Linked DNA regions of Mus musculus: all the other regions are linked to region 1. Evidence: chromatin contacts called from public Hi-C and HiChIP or PLAC-seq data. All regions are on one chromosome and are shown on one strand. Each heading gives the region's core, a stretch centred on a gene start, on an enhancer-like site or on the middle of the called end of the contact. The rest is flanking DNA. Distances are from core to core; before and after follow the strand shown. Region 1 overlaps Ncoa1 (nuclear receptor coactivator 1). Region 2 holds the start of Adcy3 (adenylate cyclase 3). Region 3 overlaps Gm46332 (a long non-coding RNA gene).

Evidence for each region. Hi-C and Micro-C count contacts between places; a contact is called where the count stands out from the background. HiChIP or PLAC-seq counts read pairs in DNA pulled down with a chosen protein or histone mark.
Region 2: an H3K27ac HiChIP or PLAC-seq map of embryonic stem cells shows a contact between it and region 1, with 2.7 times the contacts expected there. The contact joins the promoter of Adcy3 here to the enhancer-like site in region 1. A contact is called at or near these places in 4 of 39 promoter capture datasets (the HPC-7 cell line, cranial neural crest, embryonic stem cells and 1 more), 2 of 484 Hi-C or Micro-C datasets (both in embryonic stem cells), 4 of 115 datasets of contacts at active chromatin or transcription factors (embryonic stem cells and epiblast stem cells) and 1 of 9 other capture datasets (liver).
Region 3: a Hi-C map of embryonic stem cells shows a contact between it and region 1, with 3 times the contacts expected there. The contact joins two enhancer-like sites. A contact is called at or near these places in 1 of 15 datasets of contacts at CTCF or cohesin (pro-B cells), 11 of 484 Hi-C or Micro-C datasets (adipose-derived mesenchymal stem cells, bone marrow-derived macrophages, cerebral cortex and 4 more), 7 of 115 datasets of contacts at active chromatin or transcription factors (bone marrow-derived dendritic cells, embryonic midbrain, embryonic stem cells and 1 more) and 3 of 9 other capture datasets (adipose tissue, liver and pancreatic islet).

Annotation. Positions count from the first base shown.
Region 1 is chr12:4,354,961-4,358,812 of GRCm38.p6, reverse strand. The region is part of intron 2 of Ncoa1 (nuclear receptor coactivator 1); the gene reads left to right. Among named protein-coding and RNA genes, the nearest start is that of Gm51963, 100 kb to the left of the region's middle. Within about 2 kb of position 1,677, at least 40 of the 459 cell types and tissues checked have an H3K27ac peak or open chromatin away from gene starts, as enhancers often do. A contact at or near this core is called in embryonic stem cells, epiblast stem cells and stem cell-derived epiblast-like cells, where this site is marked.
Region 2 is chr12:4,132,561-4,136,412 of GRCm38.p6, reverse strand. It overlaps Adcy3 (adenylate cyclase 3), which reads right to left and starts at 2,260. Exons shown (of 21, transcript NM_138305.3): 1 at 1,413-2,260. The coding sequence starts at 2,087.
Region 3 is chr12:4,556,793-4,560,644 of GRCm38.p6, reverse strand. All of the region lies in intron 1 of Gm46332 (a long non-coding RNA gene), which reads left to right. Among named protein-coding and RNA genes, the nearest start is that of Gm46332, 11 kb to the left of the region's middle. Within about 2 kb of position 1,829, at least 88 of the 459 cell types and tissues checked have an H3K27ac peak or open chromatin away from gene starts, as enhancers often do. A contact at or near this core is called in embryonic stem cells, where this site is marked.

The DNA.
Region 1 (3,852 bases), core at 428-2,927:
CTAATTAGTTTCACTGTCTGTACTTGAAGTAAATTTGAATGTTACTGAATAGGTAACATTCTCACTGAATTCTTACTGAATTCCAAGCTCATAGGCTTCAAGGATTTTCTAGGATACTGGAACACTGGTGGAACCTTACCTAGGTTCTGCAGACTAGCCCTGAGCTTTTCTAGCTCCGTTCTTTGTAATACCTAATTAGTTTCACAGTCTGTACTAGAAGTAAATTTGAATGTTACTGAATAGATAACATTCTCACTGAATTCCTACTGAATTCCAAGCTCATAGGCTTCAAGGATTTTCTAGGATACTGGAACACTGGTGGAACCTTACCTATGTCAAAAATCAATCTTTAAAGGCACTTATAACAAAAAAATACTGAAAGAGAGCATACATCATACTAATGCGGGAACAGGGTTTGAGTATGCGGACTATGAGAATGCCAGGGTTCCAGGAGGCATAGTTTCCTTGAAACTCTTTGCCTTGTGACTGCCTCTAGGCCTTTCGACCCAACAGGCCACTTCACTGGAGTGGGCGTAGCACCTGGGTTCTATGAGAAAGCAAGCTGAGTAAGCCACAGGAAGCAAGCCAGTAAGTAACATCCCTCCATGGCCTCTGCATCAGCTCCTGCTTCCTGATCTGCTTGAGTTCCAATCCTGACTTCCTTTGGTGCTGAACAGCAATGCAGAAGTGTAAGCTGAATAGATCCTTTCTTTTCTCCCCAACTTGCTTCTTGGTCATAATGTTTGTGCAGGAGTAGAATCCCTGACTAAGATAGGTGCCATTAGGCAGCCATTTGGGTTGATTATCTAAGGGCTATTGAGGCCACATTTGACTGCAAAAGTGAATAAATTTAGGGCCCTTCAGGTGTGTCAGATATAGAGGCTGGAGACTTTCTAAAGGCATCCCAAGGGGCAATGAGCTGGTATGGAAGACACTGTTCCCATGGATGAGAGAGGGGAAGGAAAAATGTCACTTCAACCTGTGAAAGAACTCAGTGGGGAAACCCCCACTCAGCTCCTGATTCGGCGTGCACCCAAGAATCACGAATAGAACACAACACCTTGATGTAACAAGAGGTTTTTTAATGGCGGAGCTCCGGGTCGAAACGTATCTCACATAACAGGAGACAGTGGATTCGACCACGAGGCTTGGAAGCTAGGGGTTTTTATAGAAAAGGAGTGGGGCTGGGGGAGGAATTGGCGCGGTTTCACATGATTGGTCCATTTAAACATCAGCAGCCTGTAACATTTAACTTAGGTCAGAGGGGTGGGAGCTAGGGAGGCGATGGGCTTGCCCGGGCATGTCCTGGTCTGTTCTCAGCCCCAGGTTTCAAAGCTCAGAAACAACTCTTTGGGCTATTTAACATACATTACATCAATTACAGTTTTATTTCCTTTCACCTGTAGTCGTGGCTGTTCAAGGGCTCAGGGAGGACCAGAGGAAGATACTAGCCATTTAGTGGGTCATCACCTCACTCAACAGGGGTTGGGGCTTAGCCTGGCTAAGCTTAAGAGAGACTTCTGGTCTGCTAGCAGGGCTTAGTAGAGGCCAGAAGTGGAGAAGGAAACTTAAGCCTAGGGCAGGGTGGGGACAGAGTCACAAAAGCCAGGAGGGCCCAAAGGAGCCGTGGGATGTACAGGCAGCTCCAAAGTGAAGGTTGAAGAAGTGGGCAAGAAAGGACATGCTAACCAGGCTGGGCCTGAGGCAACTGCAGGATTGCAGCTCCACGGGTTGGGGTGTGAGTCAGGTGATGAAGGCCACTGTAGCCTTTAAGACTGGCCTGCGGCACCAGGGGGTGCCAGATACTCAGTGGTCACTTCTTGGATCTGGGAAGCATTTACACTGACTAAAGGGAAAACTTACCTAGTTAGAGCGGGTGGATGGGTCCTGAGCTGTGCCAGCTGGAAGGTGACTGTGTTGTGGGTTAACTAGAGATGAGGAATAGGGGACCAGTGCATCTTAGACCCAGAGGTGGAGCATAGACACCAGGAAGGCATATTTGAGTCTGAGCATCAAGTGTTACAGCTCTGAGGGAAACCAAGGAATACCACAAAGACACACCGGACAGCAAATCTCACACAAGAAATGTATTGGTAGGGGAAAACCCAGATCTGTTCAGGTGAGAAGGAACAGAGAACTGAGCAGAAGGTAGGGTTTATGTGGGATTTCTTTGGGGGCAGATATTTCTAGGGTAGCCTGAGATCTGTGGTCTGATCTTGAAGCTCAGGGACTAGTGGAATTTTGTGTTCAAGGAATGGTGGGATTCTATGGCAAGCTCAGGGGTTGATGGGATTCTGTTTTTTAGCCCTGGTCTTTGGCTTGGGGTGAAGTCAGGGTGTTCTTTCCTTGACCCTTGTCTTGGGGTAGGTCAGGGTCAGGGTGTTTTTCCTTTGTCCTTTCATCCTACACCAGGAAATCCAATACCCTCTTTTAACCTCCACGGGCACAAGACAACATGTGTTGCAGATATGTACACGCAAGCAAAACATTCACATACATAAAAGAAAATTAATATACTTTTGAAAAAAGATTAAATAAAGAATGAAATTCTATTTGAATGTTTGATATTACAGGATGCAAAGTATCTTTGCATTTTTCAGAATTGATCAATATTTTGATACTTTTTACTTGTCAGTGCTGAGAAAGCTGCTTCACATAAATATGTAGTAGAAAATGGCAAAGCATATTTAGGACCATTTCAGAAATTACTGGAAATTCTAACCCAATCCCAAATCAAAATTCATGTAATTATCTTTTTAAAAGAATTAAGTTGAAGGAGCTGGAAAGGAGGAGTCAACAGTCAGGAGCACTTGCTGCTCTTCCAGAAGCCTCAAGTTTGCTCTCAAAACCCATAGCAAGTGATAGGAAGTGCTCCCAAGCGCCTGCAACTTCAGTTCCTGAGCATCTGACACTATCTTCTGGGCTCAGTGTACACACACACACACACACACACACACACACACACACACGGGAGGGGAGGGAGAGGAAGAGAGAAGAGAGAGAGAATGGAGAGAGAAAAGAGACGTACACATAAAATAAAATTAAATCTTAAAAAAAAATCCTCAGGCCTGCCATATAAGTAGCCATTTTCAAATCATTTTTCTAAGAATACAATGAAAATACTGATTTGAGATTTAAATGCTGAAGAGTAACAGTTGGAAAATACTGCCTTTGTTTTTCATAATTAAAGTTATATTCTCTAAGAGCAGAAAAGTTTGTGTGTGCAGTCCAATATCATGACTCATAGCATGTGCTGCCTGACATCTGAGCTGAGGTGTTTCAGACATTATTGTTAGCATGCTGCAGTGGCCAGGCACACATGGTGCAAATGTGCATAGTGTGTGCTAAGAACCAAAGCTACAATGACTTGGTGAGGTGCAGTGTCAATGAACACTGCCAGAACCATTTCAGACATGTTATGTGCTTAATTTCAAATTAGTTTTTGGTCCTTGAGTGTATAGAAAGCTTTTTTCTGTGGTTCTCACAGTCAGTTGTATGTATATGGAGTTGCTTGCCAAAGTTTATAAATTTGGAGTGTAGATAATTGTGTCAACAAGTTTGGAGTTTTCCTAGATCTGCTCTGCACTCACTAACGACTGAAGCCTATCGACTGTGGTTTCTCTTTAGTCCAGCTTCCCAGCACTTAATAGAGGAAGCCTTGAAAAAGTTCCTACAGAGAAAATCTAAGCATGCATTTTGCAGCTCCCTTCTCTGAACAACAGTCAGATCTACAATTTGAGTCTGCTTTGATCACTTTCCAGTGTCTTCAGTTATTTTTATGTTTTGTCCACAGTTTATAACTCTTATCTGTGAGCAGATTAATACAGTACAAAAGAATGCATTATTATTGGA
Region 2 (3,852 bases), core at 1,011-3,510, 220 kb after region 1:
ACAAACAAACAAACAAAAAATGAAAACCAAGACCACAGTGATATGCTATAACCGCACAGGCTCTAGCCTGGTGCTGAGCCGAGCAGAAAACCTTTGTGAACTTTAACTGAGCACAGTAGCCCACATCTACAAACCTAACGCATGGCAGGTAGAAGCAAGAAGGATCGATCAGGTGCTCAAGTCACCCTCAGCTACAGCAAGACCATTTTGGGCTACATGAAACCCTGCCTCAAAATAATAAATCAATTTAAAAAAAATATATATATATATATCTGTGAAGTAGGTTCCTACCTGACCCAGAATGGGAAAAATAGAAAGAACGTTGTACCAAGACCTAGAAAAAAAGTTAAAAACCCAGCAGAAGCCATGTTTCCCTCTAAACAGCTGGGAGGCAATGGAACAGGCCCCTCAAAGTTCTGTCACCAGAGGTACCACTGTAAGCCATGCCCCAAACCCAAGCAGACAATGACAAAGGCTTTGGTAAGACAGAAGCCACAGTGAGATGTGGGTAAAGACCTCTGGAAGCAGACGGAAGAAACCTGATGGCTGTTCCTGGCCACTTCCCTGCTCTCTGGTCACATACGGAAAACTGGAAAGTGTGTCGTAAGATACAGAACGCATTGACTCACGTCTCTGGGGAGCCTTTTAAAGGATGACCAGATAATTCAGACCAGAATCACAGCCCATCTCTCGCAGCACTTGGTGGGAACGCAAATCAGCAAAGCTGAATCTCAACTGTCCACGCCTTCAGTGGAACTAGCCTGCTAGGCCGCAACACCACACTCCACACCACAGCGGCTATGACAACCGTCCCGGTTGTGTCCCCACTTCTGCCTTCTATGGGAGACCACCCTCCCTTACATCACCTATCTGCTGGTGATGCTCTGAGCTCTAAGGAAGAAGCAGGGTATCTAATAACCACGCCTTCCCTCCTTAAGCTCTTCACATAACCTAACAGGCTTTCATCTCTGTTCCCTTGGATCTTGATAACAGCCACTTCTGCATCCAGGGCAGACAGGATCCCCATTTGACTGAGAGCACTGAACCCCCACAAGTCAAACACCATCTGGAGTTAAGCAGAGTTTGCCACAAGCCGTCTCTTGACCTGGGTCATAGACTGGCTGAGCAAGACTTCCTCCACACCAAGATCCAAGGTGCTGTCACCAACTCCAACCAGGCACAGTTGGCTGAGTGGCCCCGAGGCCCAGTGTTCTTTCTCTAGGAAAAACACCATATGACATCGGGGTGCACACTCCCAGGGGCTGAGAGGTAGTCCTCTGAACTGACAACTGGGACCCCAAGGCCGCTCAGGACGTGTTCAACTCCTGGCATTGAAAGCAATCCCACCTGAGTGACACTTGGCTGGAAGAGAAGGAATACAATAGACAGATAGGGAGGAGGGTGGGACTCACCTCCCTCAGCAGCTGCATCCCTTCCAGCTCATCCTGCTGCTGCTGGGCCACAGTGACCCCCAACACAAGCGTGTGCACAACACAGGAGACCACAGAGATGATCACGATGGGGCTGAGGCTGAGGGGCAGCGTTATGAAGAAGGAGAAGACAAAGAAAGCCTGCCAACCCACAGTGTCACTGGCTGCGTGGGCCCGTGAAAAGTTCAGGCCCAGGTAGGAGAAGATCTGGGCCGAGATGAGCAGCCACAGCAGGTAGGGTACCACTTTGCGGCTCACTCGGTCCGGGAGCAGCCCCTTTTTACAGAGCACGAAAAGGATGATGTCCAACACCAGACCGAAGCCTGCCACCATGAGGGGCGCCAGCTTGTCGCTGGAGAAGACCACCGCGCACATCACTACCACGTAGCAGTCAAAGAGGGCCGCAAAGACCACCAGCACCAGCAGGGTCTCATGGCGCTGCCTTTTGAAGTAGGTCTGGTAGAGGTTCTCCAAGGACTCAGGCACGAAGGTCAGCCGCATAAAGCGAGGCAGGCACAGGCAGGACCCCGAGTTCCGCACAGAAATTTCATGGGTCCGGCCGACCCCGCGGTCGGGGTCAGAGGGCAGGCTGACCGAGTATTCAGCTGAGTACTCTGCCGAGTACTCGGGATCCGAGAAGCCCTGGTTCCTCGGCATGTTGGCTGCTGGCTGTTTCTAATGAGGAAGGGAGACCTGCAGGTCAAGCCACTTCACCAGGGCTTCGTAAGACCCGGGGAAGGCGGGGAGGTTCCTCTTGGTTATGAATGAAGGGCGTCCAACTGGAGCTGGAATGCTTAGTGGGTTCCCAGGACACAGGTGGCACCGAACATCTGCAACTTAAAAGGACATGGCTAAGGACATGGCGCCTCTTTCCTTGACCCAACCTACCCCTCATACAGATCCATGCTACACAAGCCTCCAACACCACAGCCTCCCAAGCACGCCCACACACTCAGTCCAGTCCACACCAGACACCCGGTTTCCTGCGTCGGGCTTCTGGAGGGGCCTAGCCATCTCTCCATTCCTTGTATGCCCGGCTCTATCCCTGACTTCCTCACCTAAATTCCCTTCAGGCCCACTGGCTCCAAGCTGAAAAGAAAACGTGCCTGGAAGGAGCCGGAGCGGTCCTGGGGATTCCCTCATCTCCCTTCTGTTTACTTCCTTTCCCCCACCCACCCCTGGGAGAATCCAGCCCCTTCCCAACCTCGGGCTCTGCAGCCTCGTGGAAGTCCATCCAGCCCTGGGTCGTAGCTTGGCGCTGACCTGTGCGGGAACTCGGGAGCCGCGCGCTCCAAACCGGGGCTGCGGAGCCAAGCCAAGTGGGCTTCAGCGAGCCGCAGGCTGCTTCCCGCAGTGCCGCCGCGCCAGCTCGTCCACCCGGAGCCTGTGCGCGGGTCCCCTCGCGGTCAGGCCCCGGGTCAGGCTGGGAGAGGCGCGAGGCTGCGGCTCAGCATCGGTGGGCGCAGAGGACGGCGGCGGCGCGCGCTGCGGATGGCGGGCCCAGGCCGGGGCAGCTTGCCAGCATCCTCTCCCCGCACGCAGGGCGAGCCAGCCGAGTCCGTGCGCTGCGCTCTGCACACTGATTCACACGCGCCGCAGGCCCCAGGAGGCGGGCGGCCCCTCCCCGCCTTGTCGCCGCCTCCTGGGCGCCGGGTGGAGGGGCCCCCTCGCTGTCCCCGGTGTCTCCCTCTTGCCAGCGCCCGGCGACGACTGCGTGGAAACGCCGAATTGGTGGCAGATAGAAAGGAACGAGGCGAATCTGCGCCTTGCCCCCAAACAGGCCGTGTTACGGAAGATCAAAGCCCGGGACGTATCTTCCCTGAAGGTGAGGCGTGCTGGGGCACCCCGGCCGCCCTTCTTCTACCCTGGCTTCCTTCCGGGGACAGGAGAGGCCTCGGGCTGAGGTTTGGGGGCAGCTCCCTGAGTGGGCGCGCCCCATCTCAGTGTCTCCGCCCACCCTGGCAGCCCAGACGTCAAGCGTGGGGCTTGATCTCTCTTCGAGGGAATAAGCAGCCGAAACTGGTGACAAAAGAGGACTGAAGTAGCTTGATTGGTGCCTGGCACGTGGACCTGAAAGAGGCCTTGCTTCACGAAGATCTCCAGTGCACATCCAACCAATTGGGATGTATTTGAGTTCTTCCTTAAAGAAGCAAATGCTCCTTTTGGACCTGTCCATCTCCTAAGCCGTAGCATCAATTATTTTCCTTGAATTTGACAGAACACCTTGTTAGGAGTGAAAGTCGTTTTAGAAGAAAATGTGCTCAAGGGACTGAGGACAGCCCTCAGCATTAAGGGATCAAGCTTTGGGGGCAGCTAAAGATGAGAGAAGAAAAACAGACACAGGGGATGGGGAGCTAGCGAGGGATGCCCTGTCACTCAGGGATAGATGTCCATTTAGAACTTCAGGCATACATTCACAACA
Region 3 (3,852 bases), core at 580-3,079, 200 kb before region 1:
ACTGTTACAAGGAGTCAGGTATGGTAGCAAACACATATAATACTGTGGTAGTTTGAATAGGTATGGCCCCCACAGACTCATGTGTTTGTATGCTTGGCCATAGGGAGTGGCACTATTAGGAGGCATGACCTTATCGAGTAGATGTGGCCTTGTTGGAGGAAGTGTGTCATTGTGGGGGCAGGTTTTGAGGTCTCATATGCTCAAGTTACACCCAGTGTGGCACATAGTCTCCTGCTGCTGCCTACAGATCAGGATGTAGAACTCTAGGCTCCTCCAGCACTGTCTTCCTGCATGCTGCCATGCTTCCTGCATGATGATAACACTAAGCTTCTGAAACTGTAAGCCAGCCCCAATTAATGTTTTCTTTATAAGAGTTGCTGTGCTCATGGGGTGTTTCTTTATAGCAGTGAAACCTAATCTAAGACAAATACCAACACTTCAGAGATGGAAGCTGGAGGGTCAGAGAGTTCAAGGCCATCATGGAATACATGGTATCCAAACCCTTCTAGGCTCCAGGCACCAACTATACAATAAATGATAAAATGAGAACTCACAGAGGAATTGAGCATGTCAGTGTTAAAAACTTGTATATGACAAACCCACGAGGTGTAACTCACTGGAGGAGGGCTCTTCTGGCATGTGTGAAGCCCTGGGTTCAGTCTCCAAAACTACAATGAAAAGATTATAACATCTGAGCCAATAACTCCCACAGTTAAATCATGCTTTTAAAATAAAATACTAAAACCACACTAACGAGGGTATTCTTCATATGTAACAAACCCAGAGGATTCTGCTAGAGACACAGTGAAGAAGGCCCGGCCACTGGCCTGATTCTGTGTGGCTCCCTCTCTGACCTGTTCTCTGAGTTACTCTCTTCCCCTGCTTTATCTTAAATCCTAGGATCACAGATCTGACAGAAATGGAAACCGCCTCCCAAGCAGCAGTGACTTCCGTGGCACTGGCCAGTCCCAGGCTAATAACCAACCAGACCACAGTCTCCCCAGGATTACTAGCTATATAAATCCTCGACTTTGGCGCTCCCTATATATAGCCACAGAGCTGTTGCTTACACCTCAAAGACAGATTTTAGGTCACTAGACTCTTTATTGTCGCTGGTACATCTACACTGAAAATAAACCCTATTCTGCTTTCAACACTGCAGGAACTGATTGACCAGGCCAAACTGTTGGGACCCCTACAACTGTGTCTTTACGGAGGACTCTCCTAACTGGCATGATAGATTTGAAGGAGGCCATCAAGGAAATAGTATCATAGACTTTTATTTTCCTTCAAATGAACTACCAAACTCTGACTTAAACAACATAGTATTAGTTTAGAGAACCAGAAAAAAAAGAAAAAATTCGGATTTGAGATTAACTTAATTCAGGGACTCTGGCTCTCTTTTCCTCCTTACAGTTGTCTTCATCTGTGTGTTCAATCAATCCCCGGCTGCAGCTAGGCCTCATCACTACACAGCATCGAGAAGGGAAACCAGCACTTCCTGAGGTGCTAACTCTTGCTCCCTCTCCCTCCGTTTATGTGTGTGTGTGTGTGTGTGTGTGTCTGTGTGTGCTCGCTCACTTGCGTACAGTGTGCATATAAGCACAGATCAAGGGCTCCCTCCATTTATGTGGTTCCCTTTGCTCTTTGCCATGAAGTGACGGTGCTTCTTCTGTAGTTTGTACCATTGTGTGTTAGCACAGGCCCAGAACAGCAGAGCCAATCAGCAAAGGACTGAAACCTCCAAAACTGAGACAAAGTAACCTTTCCTCTTTCCAAGTTTAGCACATTCCTGAATGCTGACTGGCACGCTCCCAGGAGAAAGGAATGCAACAAGGAGAAATGCTCAGCTACATTTAACCACAGCGGAATGATACACTAAGACATGTAGGGCTGGAGAGATGGCTCTGAGGTTAAGAGCACCGACTGCTCTTCCAGAAGTCCTGACTTCAATTCCTGGCAACCACATGGTGGTGGCTCACAACCATCTTTAATGGGATCTGGTGTCCTCTTCTGGTGTGTCTGAAGAAAGCAATGGTGTGCTCATATAAATAAAATAAATCTTTAAAAAGAAGAAGGAGGAGGAGGAAGGAGGAGGAGGAGGAAGAGGAGGAGGAAGAGGAGGAGAAGGAGAAGAAAAGAGACCTGATTGTAACTGGGTACAGGTGTCCGTAGTTGTATCTACTTGGAAGACTGGGGCTTGAGGCTAGTGAGTTCCAGGCCAGCTTGGGTGCCATAGTGAGACCCCCATCTCCCAAAAAAGTGAAAAAAGAGGTACAAGTTTACATTAAGCAAACTATCAATAATACTGAATTTTGTCAATTATGTGGAGAAATAAAAACTCTTAATGCCCTGCCAGTGGGAGTACTAAAATGAGACAATAACTGGAAAGACAGCATCCGCTAGCTAGTCAAGCAGAAGGTGATGTAACAACGCCACATCCTAGAGAAACTCTCAAAAGAACAAACCAATTCAGTGGGACTGTTTTACTTTGATTGTGCTGGGAATTGCCCCTAGGGCCTTTGCGAATGCTAAGTAAGCACTCTATCACTAAGCTATGTCCCCAGTGACAGTGGCACTAATTATAATAGCATAATATTAGAAGCAGCACCAGGGTCCAGCAGTAGTTGAATGATGGATTACAGCATAGAATGGAATACTATTTAACAGTGAAGCTACAACAGCACCAGCAAATCTCAGGAATATAATGTTGAATGAGAGGAGGCAAGTCACAGAGTACATATTATATTATTTCATCCAAATGAAATGTAAAGGATGTAAAACTATAAATATATAAGATGCTTAAGCCCTAAGAATTCAAAGATAACATAAAATTTAGAATAGTACTTATTTCTCTTCCAATTCCTATTTAGACATATTTACCTTATGTGTAGGCTGCCTGCATGTGTGTGCCTGACCACATCTGTGGCTGGTGCTCTGAGAGCTTGGAAGAAGGTTAGGGATCCCCTGGAAATGAGGTTACAGATGGTTGTGAGCCATCAAAGTGGATGCCAAGAACTTAACCCCACGCCTCCGCAAGGTCAGGAAGTGCTCTTATGACAAGGGCCGGCCTGGGCTTGGAGAGGGGTTCTGAAGTCAAACTGTGGGTCCCAAGCTAGTGGCCAATGCTCTGCTAGAGACAGCTTTCCAGCCTGCTTTCTCTCTGTTCTTTCTTTCTCTCTGCCCTCTCAGGAGATCTCCTGAAAGTTCTCCCTAGGTTCTCCTGGAGACAGTTCTCCAAGCAGTTCTTTTTCTTTTTTTCTTTATTTACATTTCAAATGTTATCCCCTTTCCTAGTTTCCCCTCCCTCTCTTGCTATTCTAAAAAATTCTCAGAATAGCTCCTCTCCTGGAGAACAGAAGCCCAGTCTTGTCTTTTGCACATCAATCCAGTCTTTCACTTGAGGCTTCCTTTTGATTATCCTGTGAATCTGCATCCTGCAGCCCTAAACCTCAATTCTTAGGAACTGCAAGCACACATTTCCTTTTAACATTGCAAAAGAATTCAGAGATCTTCTGCCTCTTATAAGCACAGATGCAGATGGTGGGACCACGCCCCGGAATTACCATTTCTACTACAACGCCTAACCTGGCTCCATCCCAAACTGATCCTGAACTCGGGAATCTGTCTGTCTTTTGTCAGCATAGATTAAAAAAACCTAGCCTGGCAGCGGTGGTGGCGCACGCCTTTAGTCCCAGCACTTGGAAGGCAGAGGCAGGCGGATTTCTGAGTTCGAGGCCAGCCTGGTCTACAGAGTGAGTTCCAGGACAGCCAGGGCTATACAGAGAAACCCAGTCTCAAAAAAACCAAACACCAAAACCAACCAACCAAACAAACAAACAAACCCACCTC